2 separate regions of the Mus musculus genome follow, and region 1 is linked to region 2. The links are chromatin contacts, called in public Hi-C maps. All regions are on one chromosome and are shown on one strand. The core of a region is the stretch at or near the end of the contact, and the rest is flanking DNA. Distances in the headings are between cores, read along the strand shown. Region 1 overlaps Mgat5 (mannoside acetylglucosaminyltransferase 5). Region 2 overlaps Mgat5 (mannoside acetylglucosaminyltransferase 5).

Region 1 (5,338 bases), core at 2,602-5,101, 120 kb before region 2:
GCGCTGAGATTACCGTGTGCAGCACCACACCCTGTTAATGTGGCCCTGGGATGGAACCCAGGGCTTTGTGCATGTTGGGTGAGCACTCTCCTGACTGAGCTGCATGCCCAGCCCCACAGACTGTTTTTCATTCATTTGACTTGAGCCCACTGTAGCCAGTGTTCTTTTGATGCTGGTTGAGAATCCACTGAACTCCTGATACCACCCCTGTGGTCCTTCCTGTCTCCCTTGCCTTCCCTACTTCACATCAGCAATCTGACTTTCTCTAGAAGGAGGTTCTTTAATATGGAAAATGATGTTTGGGAAACCCTGGTCTGAAGGCTTGCATTCTTATGACCCTCATCAGGCTGGCTGAACTTTTGGTCCTTTTCAAAGCACAGAGTTGAAAACATTTGTGTGTGATGGGGTGTGGTGGATGGTGGTGGTGTATAAGTGTGCGTGCGTGTGTGCAGGCGTGTGTGTGTGTGTGTGTGAGAAGTAGGTTATGTATGGAAGTCAGAAGATGACTTTGGATGCCATTCCTTGGGTACCATCTACCTGGTTTTCTGGAGACAGGGTGTCTTCATCAACCTGAAGCTGAGCAGACTGGCCAATAAACCCGAAGGATTCCCCTTTCTCTGCCTCCTTCCCTCCCCCAGTGCGGGGACTCCAGGCTTGTACCAACATGCCTGGCTTTTTACTTGAGTTACTGGGATCAAACTCAGGTCCTCGGGCTTGCATGGTGAATCCTTTACCCATGGAGCCATCCCCAGGCCAATATTTCATTTTTATGACTTCACTAATACCCTCTTCAGCCCGAAGATCACCCGAGGTCTCCACATCAACGCCGTAAATATGCCTTTCTTGTGTACAGATCTCTTGGCTCCTTTGCATCCCTCTGACAGTCTCAAATAACCATGTAAACATTCTCCTCTGCACTGTTTGCTCTCAGGGTTTCGGGTGGTTGGCAATGTTCTGCTCTGTGGGTTCTTTTCTTAAAAGGCATTCAACTGTGTCAACTCTCCCCCCCACCTCCCCCGTCTCAGTTGAAACCAGGAACTGTATCCTTCTTCCAGGTTAAGAGAAAGTATTCTCTGTTTCTGGCTTTCACTACACTTTAAACAGAGAACTTCTTTCACTTGAAGGAAAGCCTTCATCCACATAATCCCAGCAGGTTTGCATGGGGCTGCGTCCCACTCTTCAAGTCGGAGAAAACTCCATCTCTGCTCTGGGGCAGAGCACAAGGTGACTGCCATCGTGTCCCTGAAAGTTTATGCAAGCTCAAGTTTTACCCCCTGGTCCTGACATAGGTCCCTGCTTAGTTGATTGGCTGGCACTTCTTTCCATATTCAGGATTTCATAGCAAAGTCAAACCCCAGGCAGACTTTAATCATGCCTTGCCATGCTGACAGCCATCTGTTACCTGGTGTGCCAAATATTAGTTTGTTCCCTGAACTGTGCCCCTGGGACAGGTGGCAATAACAGGACAATATAACTCCAAAAATGATAATGTCTATCATACATACAGCATACTCTCGCCAAACTCTCTGGGCTCAAAAGAACAATTAGACTGGCAACTCTCTTCCCCACCCCCTCTCTTTGTCCCTCCTTGCCACTGTCTCTCTCTTTCTGTCTCCCTTTGTCTCTTTCTCTGTCTCTGTCTAACTCTCTCTTTGTCAGATTTTGTGTGTACGTGTGTGTGTGTGTGTGTGTGTGTGTGTGTGTGTGTGTGTGTGTGTACCCATGCACAAAGAGGTCAGGGGATAATGTCGGGCATCACTCCTTAGGCACCATCAACTTTTTAAAGACTGAGTGGGCTAGGCTGACTGGCTAGTGATCTTCCAGCATTCACCCATCTCTCCTCCTCCCCAGCGCTGGGATTACAACTACACACCATCACACCTAACCTTTCCCAGGAGTCGTAGGGATCCAACTCAGACCTTCTCAAGCACTCTAGCAACGGAGGTTTCTCCCCAGTCCATAAACATGAGTTGATTTTTAAAATGGCCACCTTGCCAGCTGGATATCCTTTTTAATTCTTTTTTTCCCCAGACCTAATTCCCAAGGACTAGTCTAACATGTTCACTGAGATATGTAGGGAACCCAACAATGGGTCACCTCTGGGCAGCTATGTAAGGAATTGAAGGACAGCCAGGAAAGGGAAAAATAGCTTAAGCATTTATAGGGCCTTGGCTCAAACAATTAAGACTGACATTTCAGAAATTTGTTTTAGCATGGAAACATCTAGATGATGTCATACTGATAACTTTGGAAAGGGAGAGCTCTCTATCCTTAGCCTTCAAATCAATGGTTTTATTCACTAATTCTTACATTTCAACAATAGAGCCTTCCTGTGCCATGGGGACTTAATCATAACTTACTAGCACAAACACTGTCTAGTATAGTACTTGGGTACTTGGTTTTACAATCTATGGCTAATTAGAAATAAAGCAAAAGTAGGGAAATGGAGAGCAACAGCAGGAAACAGAGGTGACAGGAAATGGCTCTCATGGAGACCTCTCCGAGCCCAGCAGCAGTGCCAGGGAGTGCATCGGTCCAAACACAATCTGTAACACCCATCCATTATGTCGATGGATGATCACAGACTGTCCCAGAGAGAGGTTGGCTCTGGAAGCAAGGTAGTAATCTCCCCCTTCAGACCCAAACATGTCTAAGAAGAAGCTGGCCCTGTGACCCTATGGCAGAGAAAGGAGACTGGCAAGACAACCTGGTATCATGCCTCGAGGAGAGCCAGAGTGGGAGCCCTTTCCAGTCAAGGCTACTGTCTATTCTGTGCATAAAAATGTCTCAGGTGGGAACTGGCAGCTGTGAGGTAACTGTGTTGAGGCTCTTGGTCAAGGCCCCCGCAGAATCGTTTCTTCCTCAGCCAATTTCTATGGGGTGCTGAAGACCCAATTCGATGACCACACCCGCTTGTTCTATCAGGTTACTGCAGTTGTCTACTGGATACTGTGTAAGTCTCCAAGTTGATGTTTTACAATCTACCTGCCTTTTGGTTTTTTTTTTTTTTTTTTAAACTTTTGCTTGCTACATGCTCAATAAAGTCACTCATTTGAAACTAACACTATAGCTACTGTAAGTCATTCTCTGGACCACACAGAAAAAGCCTTCACTGCACACGCTTATTAAATGCCACACAAACACCAGCAAGGGCGGCAAAGTAGTCTGAGCTCAGTAGCTAGGCAGCCAGCAAAACATGAGACTGTATTTAAAATAGTCCTCATTCAGAAAAGGCATGCGCGTGTGTGCTATGCATGTATATTCCCACATGTGGGTATATGTATGCATCTGTGCAGGTAGAGGCGAGAGGTTTATGTCATGTATCTCGTTCAGTGGTTCTCCACTTTGTATGCTCAGGCAGCCTATCACTTGAACCAGAACACACTGGTTTGTTGACTCTGGCAGTGCCATCTCCACCCACTTGGCTGGGGGTGGGGGTGGAGGGGAGAGGAAGGGTGGGGGATGGGGCTGGAACTGCGGGCACACCACTATTCTTCCTTGGCATTTCTACATGTTCTGGAGATCAGAACTCACAGGGCAAGTGCCAAGCCATCTCCCCAGCTCTGAGATTACCTTTTCTTTTAAAAGTTTCCTGCTCAGTCAGGCAGTGGTGGCTCACACCTTTAATCCTAGTACTCGGGAGACAGAGGCAGACAGATCTCTGTGAGTTTGAGGACAGCCTGGTCTATAGATTGAGTTCCAGGACAGCCAGGGCTACACAGAAAATCCTGTCTCAAAAAAAAAAAAAATGCTCATGCTCAAATGATTACGATTGAACTGTGTGGAAAGAGCGGGTTGACATGGAAGACCTTATTCCTTTCCCGGACGTAACGTCCCCTTAGCAACATGGATACGATGCTGGGATATGCTTAGTAACTGCTCATTTGGAGGTGATCTGCAGCCTTTCCCATGTGGCTTCTACTGGTAACTTGTACTGAACACTCTTCTCTAGGACATTTCTAAATCTCTTCACAAAAAGTTTATGAGGGCTTTCAATTCCAATTACTGAAAAAAAAAAAGTATTCCCAAGGAAAAATTTCAAAGGCACATACTTTTTCAGATAAGGGTTCTGAGACTCGCAAGCCCAGATAAATGATTATCTAATTAACCTTTGCGCCTGCCTCCGGTAGCTTTCTGAAAGGCAGGGTCCACCCAGGAATACTCACGGAACATGGTGTAAAACTGCTGCGGGTTCAGATTCCACTTTCCCCAGGGGGTCTTGTGGCCTTTTGACTGGGCATAGCTCGCATGATTGAACTCAGGTTCTGTTCCAAAGGAGTCTAGCACCCGGAGCATGCACCTGCAAGGAGAGCACTGCGTGTCACACTATAACCCCGATGGTGTAGCGCGAGAGACAAAAGCAAACGGACAAACACTTCAAAGTAGAATTGCCACCGGGAAGCAGCTTAGGTCTTGTTTTCTTACTTGCTCATTTTGCAATTGGGTTTATGGTTCTGGGAGTTAAACCCAGCTCCGCCTGCCAGCTAACTAAACTCTCTCCTTCTAAGCTACACCCCTGACCAGGTGGTTTTGGAGTCTTAACCACGGTAAGCAGCCACACCTACAAAGAGGGTGTCAGGCATCCAGGCAGGCAGAACGGGCTAGCCACTGAAGGCGGCCCAAATACCAGTGAAAAAAGGTCCAGGGATGCTGGAGGGGGCCTGCAGGACTCATTGCAGTGACCTTAGCACCCGGTAGGGCTGGGTACACAGTGACTAATGAGCATAATGACAGAAAGGAAGCACCATTGTCTCTACAGATCTTATTCTGCTTAGGGCACAGGGCATGCGGCAGGGCTTTTAGCCTCTGTCAACCTTCCCACCAATTATTTGACGTTAGATCATGCCTGTGCCACAGATACAGGTATCTCTTCATACTGGAAAGGCACTCCTCTCACTGGTATACTGATGTCATTTGAAGGCAGGGTTTGGGGGGATAATTAGTGATAGATGTGGGCCCACGATGCCACTAGTGGCTTATGAGGAGATAACTAGTGACCCAAGGCAGAACTTTGCACAGTAGGATATGTGCCTTCCCTGGATGGGGGCCACTCCGTCTTGAAGTTTTCAGCTTCTAACAGTGAGCAATAAATTCCATTTCACAATAAACGAGTCTGGCTCCAGTATTAGGTTGTAGTAACACAAAACAGACTTCAATCTCATCTAGCAGACGGGGTGGCTTTTATATATCCAACTATAACATACTAGTTCCTGATTGCTAGTTCGACTAGAAACTGATGCAGTACAATATAGTCTCATTGGTCTATTAAACTGAGCCAAACCTGACCCAGCAGTCCTTAGTATAGCCGTGATCTAAGAGTTGGTTTTATATACTTTGG
Region 2 (6,055 bases), core at 1,842-4,341:
TGGATAAGATTGTAAGGGTTGAGGCTTACTAGTGATGTGTTTGTGTGTCAAGTTGACAAGGGGTCAGTTGTATTGGCTAGTTTTGTGTCAACCTGACACAGCTGGAGTTATCACAGAGAAAGGAGCTTCATTTGAGGAAACGCCTCCATGAGATCCAACTGTAAGGCATTTTCTCAATTAGTGATCAAGGGGGCAAGGCCCCTTGTGGGTGGGACCATCTCTGGGCTGGTTGTCTTGGGTTCTATAAGAGCAGGCTAAGCAAGCCAGTAAAGAACATCCCTCCATGGCCTCTGCATCAGCTCCTGCTTTCTGACCTGCTTGAGTTCCAGTCCTGACTTCCTTGGTGATGAACAGCAGTATGGAAGTGTAAGCCGAATAAACCCTTTCCTCCCCAACTTGCTTCTTGGTCATGATGTTTGTGCAGGAATAGAAACCCTGACTAAGACACAAGTCTATACACAAAATTCTTTTGTTTCATATAGAGCTTATATACACAGCATGAAAGGAGAGTTTTGGTTGGTTTTAATTGTCAACTTGACACAATCTAGAATTACCTGGAAAAGAAGTCTCAATAGAGGATTGTCTAGCTCAGGCTGGCCATTGAGCATGTTTGTAGGGGATTATCTCCAGCCTACTCATTGAGGTGGGAAGGCCCCGCCCATTGTGGGTGGCACTATTCCCTACGAAGGGGATTCTGAACTGTAAGAGGGTGGAGGAAGTGAGCTTAGCAAAGCCAGTAGGAATTAATTCAATGCTCTCTACTCTACAAGAAAACAAGACCAGCTCTTGTTTTCTTGACTTCTCTGCCGTGGTGGACTATAACATGGAACTGTGATCATAATAAGCCCTTTTTTTCTTTAAGTAGCTTTGTCGGGGCATTTTATCACAGCTACAGGAAAAGAAACTAAGACAGGTTTCTTCCACAACATTCGAACACAATCAGTCACATGAAGTCGGAGTGGAATCTCCTTGTGCATTCAAATAATTTTAGGTTTAGAGGCATTTCAGATTCAGAACCAAATGAGATTGTTTCTCATTTCATCTTTAATGTCAAAAAATGCACCGTTCAGTCAACATAGAGGGTCAGAGAATGAGCTGATGCCGGCTTCTAAAACTCCCCCAGGGGCGTGGTGACAACAGATCCCTCTCCCAAGGTTATCTGACTCCAAAGGAGGTGTGAAAAAACAAGTCAATATTCAGAAAGCATCTAGCTAAACAAAACAAAACAAAAACAATAAATGGACCGATTACTAACACATTCTAGTTTCTCAGATAGATTTTGCTCAACATGTCTAAACAGAAGGCATATATATTACAGGGTTACTGCTTCTCCCTGCTGCAAAAATCTCAACTCAAGAAAGCCAAACATTGAGGCTGGAGAGATGGCTCAGCAGCCAAGAGTGCATATATATTGCTTGGGCAGAGGATCTGTGTTGATGCCTAGCATCCACATCAGATGCCTTCACAGCTTCCTTTAACAATAGGGGGATTGAACACCCTCTTCTGGCTGCTGCGGGTACTGCACTCATGTGTACATGGCCACAAGGACACACACACACACACACAATATACATAGTTTAAAATAATATCTCTTAAAAGCAAGCCAGAAGTTTATCCTCTAAATCCTCTAAATCTTCATACAGAGGTAATTCTACTGCAAGAATTAGAGACCACATTTCAGCTCTTCAATTTTGAAGGAAAACATCACTTTTAAAGGTAGCCTGTCAGGTAGAAGATACAGTACAGTTTGGTACTTGCCTGGCATGCATGAAACCCTGGGTTCTATCTAGGCTTATAAACTGGATGTAATGGAGCATAACCTGCCATCTCGGCAACAGGAAGTGAAAGTAGGAAGATCAGAAGTTCAAAGCCATCCTCAGCTATAAAGCAAGTTCAAGGCCAATCTAAGCTATATGACATAAGAGGAGGGAAACTGTTCACAAAGACAGAAAGTGATTGTAGGGAACGTTCCACTTAATGGAAAGCAGGGATCCTCTCAGGCAAGGGAGGAGTCTTCGAAAGACATTTCAGAAGGCAAGAGACTGCTTAACCAATTTGTTTTAAAATCAAAAGACACTTTCTGGTCTAGCCTAAAGGGCAATCGAGATCTCCAGGAGGAGGCTAGAAACCCGGGGAAGCCACAGAGCAGACTCTCTTACAAAGTCGCTCCTCATCCGTACGTACCTCAGTGACATCCCTAGACGCATTACACTGAAACAAAAGATAGACAGTCTGGCCTCTAGTCAACGTCCACTGGCATGAAATGCCTGTTTTCCACATCTGTCTCCCTCTCAAAGGCAGAGTCTGCACCTTCCTGCTTGAATGCAGAACCTTGCATGGTGAGAGCAGTCCAGAAGCTCTATGGTACCTCCACAGCCTGAGACCTCGAGGGGATTCTAGAGCCAGTCACACTGGCAGCAATAACTATCATGGGTGTCTGCAGCACCCACGATGGAACAAAAGCCTACAAATCACCTCCCTCAGCATATGTATCTGTCCAACTCACTTTCACCCAAACCGAGGTCCACCTGCCCATCTGCCCCCACCAAGAGTTCTACCATCTCCCTAGGACTTTATATATTGCACAATCAAGAATCAGTTAAGGAAACTTGAGCCCCCAGAGTCCCGGGACACAGAATTGTTGTCCCACTGAACATGATGCTTCTGCTCAGCCAGGTTCTAGGTAGCGTTTCCATTGCTATGATAAAGTTCTAACCAAAAGCATCTTCGAGAAGAAAGGGTCTATTCGGCTTACCCTGCTGGGTCACAATCCATCACAGAGGGAAGCTGGAGCAAGAGCCTGGAGACAAGAAGCATATGCTTGCTGGCTCACTCACAGACCAGTGCTTAGCCAGCTTTCTTATATATGGACCATCTGCCTAAGAAATGGTGCTGCCCACAGTAGGCTAGGCCCTCCTGTATTAACTAGCAGTCAAGACAATCACCCACAGACATGCCCACAGGCCAATACGATCTAAGTATTTCCTCAACTGAGGCTTTATTAATATTAAGATAACTAGGATATGCGTGTGTGCGTGTGAAGCAAGACTCTACAGGCAGACTCCAGTGTCATGCAGAGACCACTGAGCATACTCTGACTCATGTCTCCATATCTTTCTCTTTCTCTACTCAAACATTCCTATACCCCTCTCTCTCTCTCTCTCTCTCTCTCTCTCTCTCTCTCTCTCTCTCTCTCTTTCTCCTGTTTCTTCCTCTCTTTCTCTCTCCCATCTTTCTCCCCCTCCCTCCCTCCTTCCCCCCACCCCCCTGGGAAACTACAAGGTTCACCCCCTAGATGCAGAGATGAAATGCTGACTAGAACACATAAAAGAGAGTAGCCATCTCACTTCTATTGACCACTTCCCACATTTGAAGTGAGCTATCCCCAGAAACAGCAGAAAGATGAATCACATCCCCATTGGGTGAAGGAGATCTGGAGGCCCTGAGCTAATTTCTCAGGCCAGCAGTATTTATTTCCTGGTCAAGTTTTGATGTTCCTTCGGTACTTTCCCAGAAAGCGCTTCCAGTCAGGACACTGCCTCAACTAAAGACCCAGAGTTCTTATTAAGAAAGGTTAATATAACATTATGGTTGTTGTTTGGTTTGGCCAATGGCTGAGAGATTACTTTTCTCTTTTTAATGATCTCTGTACCCTTCATGAATACAGATTGCAACATGAGACTTCCCCATCCAAAAACTGAAAATCTGGCTTGATTTCACAAGAGCACAATGGAAACAGTCATCTTCCATCTGCTGACTGCCCTTCATAAAACAAACGCCATCTTTAATATACATAAACTAAGCTACCACCAATTGAACTGGTAGAAGTCAAAAGTTTTTTAGATTTATGTGTCTGAGTGTTTTGCCTGCATGTGTGTATGCATATCATATGTATGCTTGGTGCCTGCAGAAGTCAGAAGAGGGCATTCAATCTCCTAGAGATGGAGTTACAGGTGGCTGTAAGCTACCACATGGGTGCTGGGAACTGAACCCAGGTCCTCTGCAAGAGTAGCATGTGTTCTTAATTGCTAAGCAGCTCTCCAAGCCCCATTTTTTTTTAAGGTCTCATAAATCCCATGCTGACCCCCAACTCACTATGTAGCTACCAGTGATCTTGAACTTCAGTTCCTGCTTCCTCCCAAGTATTTGACTTACAAGCCAGTGTCATCATGGCTGGCTTGTGAGGTGCTGGGGATGGAACTCTTGATATCAACCCTTTTGCATCTTAGAACCCAAGATCTGAAGGCAAGAGAGGGCTCTCCTAAGTCTCCCCTGTCTTGATGTATTCACAATTCCAAAGCCATCCAAAACTCTGATTAGACAAAAAGGGTACTTCCCAACCAGGAACCACCCCACAAATTTATCCCAAACATACACACCACACACACACACACACACACACACACACACACACACACACACACACGTTCCCTATTTCAAGAGAAGCAAGAAGAGCATTATGCAAAGCCACATTTTTACCCCAGTTTGTAGGGGCACAGGCTTGGTACAAACAGAATACAAACATTTTGCAAAAGGCTCATCTAGACAGAGCTGCTCCCCAGGAAAAAACTCAGAGTCAAATATAAGGCAACACAAGCAAATTGCAGTCTGTCTGGTCAGTGAAGTCCAGCGATGGAACAGTCCTTTCTTGCCATCACTTGGGAAACTTCCAAGTCTCAAGGCCTTATTAATGTGTCCCCTTTCCCTTTAAGAAACTGAGTATTTCTGAAAAGGCAAAAATGATAGAGAAGAGAGGGGCAGAGTATGGAAACATGAGGGATGCTCTATGACATATTTAGGAAAACTTTTATATGCATGCGCGCACATGCACAGTGCAGCATCTACTTTGCATGCATGTGGAGGTTAGAAGACAACCTGGACTGTCACACCCTTGAGCTTACCAAACAGGCTAGGGGCTGACTGGCCAAGAACCCCAGAGATCAGCCTGGTTCCTTCCAGTGCTGAGACTGCAAGTGCGCATCACCTTTCAGATTATTACTGTTCTATTATTGTTATTATTTCCATGGGTTCTGGGGATTAGAACTCAGGTACTCATGCCTGCACAGCAAGCACTTTACCAAGTAAGTCATCTCTTGGTTACTGAGTAAGCCCAATCATTAATTTACCACTCTGTAAGACCTGGGTAAAAGGTGGCTCAGTGTTTTAAGGGTATGTTTAAGGGTGTGTATGTTGTTGACAAACAAGCTAATTTTGTGCACAACCTTCTGCCTCCCTCACCCAACATTTGGTATTTACCCCCAAAACAACAGGAAACGAGAGAGAAGTGACTACTGGGGCTTAGGATGCTCAGCCAGGTCTGATCTTTCCATTCCCATGAAAGAACAGGGAAACTGCCAGTAGCCCTCCCCCAACCTACCCCCAGGTCACCTGCACTGAGGCCAGTCACCAGAAGGAGCCCTTTGCTTAGGGATTCTCCTTTTTGTGGTTGTCTTAATTAGAGACTAAGAACTGGAGGCTAAGAACAAGATATGGTTTTACAAAAACTATAGTACAAAACTTTTAAAGCATCTTTGTGGGCTGTGTGGTCATTGCTCACACAGTAGGTAGGTGCGTGCCTATCATGCACAGAAGCCAGGTTACATCCCTAGAACTATATAAGCTAGTTATGGTGTTGCCTATAATTCTAGCACTTTGAAGGTAATGGCCAGAGGATCAGAAAATAAGGTCAGTCTCAGCTACACAGGAGTTTCAGGCTAGCCTGGGCTGTATGAGGCCCTGCCACTCACAAAGTTCAGCCAAGAAAGGCCAAGCAGGCATAAGGAGTTGGGTGGAACTATAGCCACTCAACTGTTCCTTCCCTGGATGGTGAGCTTCCTGGCTGCCTAGACTCTGCTGTGGACCTTGGAACTATATAATTTCTTAGCTTTTCTTTAGTGGGACAAAGTCCAAGACCTGAGGACTAACCCAACTTTCATAAAGGGGAGCCTGATCCCCAGTAGCAGGGAGGGGTGGGGAAAGCCAGTTTTTGATGCACATATGCACGTGTTATTTTGAGTGCCAAATAGAAGAATAAATAAGGTACTGGAAATAAGAG

Evidence for each region. Hi-C and Micro-C count contacts between places; a contact is called where the count stands out from the background.
Region 1: a contact with region 2 is called in a Hi-C map of liver, with 2.0 times the contacts expected there. The contact joins two enhancer-like sites. A contact is called at or near these places in 2 of 15 datasets of contacts at CTCF or cohesin (CD8 T cells and large pre-B cells) and 11 of 484 Hi-C or Micro-C datasets (B cells, the HL-1 cell line, double positive thymocytes and 5 more).

The regions. Positions count from the first base shown.
Region 1 is chr1:127,396,469-127,401,806 of GRCm38.p6, reverse strand. Mgat5 (mannoside acetylglucosaminyltransferase 5) reads right to left here. Exons shown (of 18, transcript NM_145128.3): 11 at 4,167-4,300. All of the region lies in intron 5 of Gm51746 (a long non-coding RNA gene), which reads left to right. Among named protein-coding and RNA genes, the nearest start is that of Gm23734, 24 kb to the right of the region's middle. Within about 2 kb of position 3,851, at least 13 of the 459 cell types and tissues checked have an H3K27ac peak or open chromatin away from gene starts, as enhancers often do. A contact at or near this core is called in liver, where this site is marked.
Region 2 is chr1:127,275,892-127,281,946 of GRCm38.p6, reverse strand. The region is part of intron 2 of Mgat5 (mannoside acetylglucosaminyltransferase 5); the gene reads right to left. Among named protein-coding and RNA genes, the nearest start is that of Gm51747, 21 kb to the left of the region's middle. Within about 2 kb of position 3,091, at least 11 of the 459 cell types and tissues checked have an H3K27ac peak or open chromatin away from gene starts, as enhancers often do. A contact at or near this core is called in liver, where this site is marked.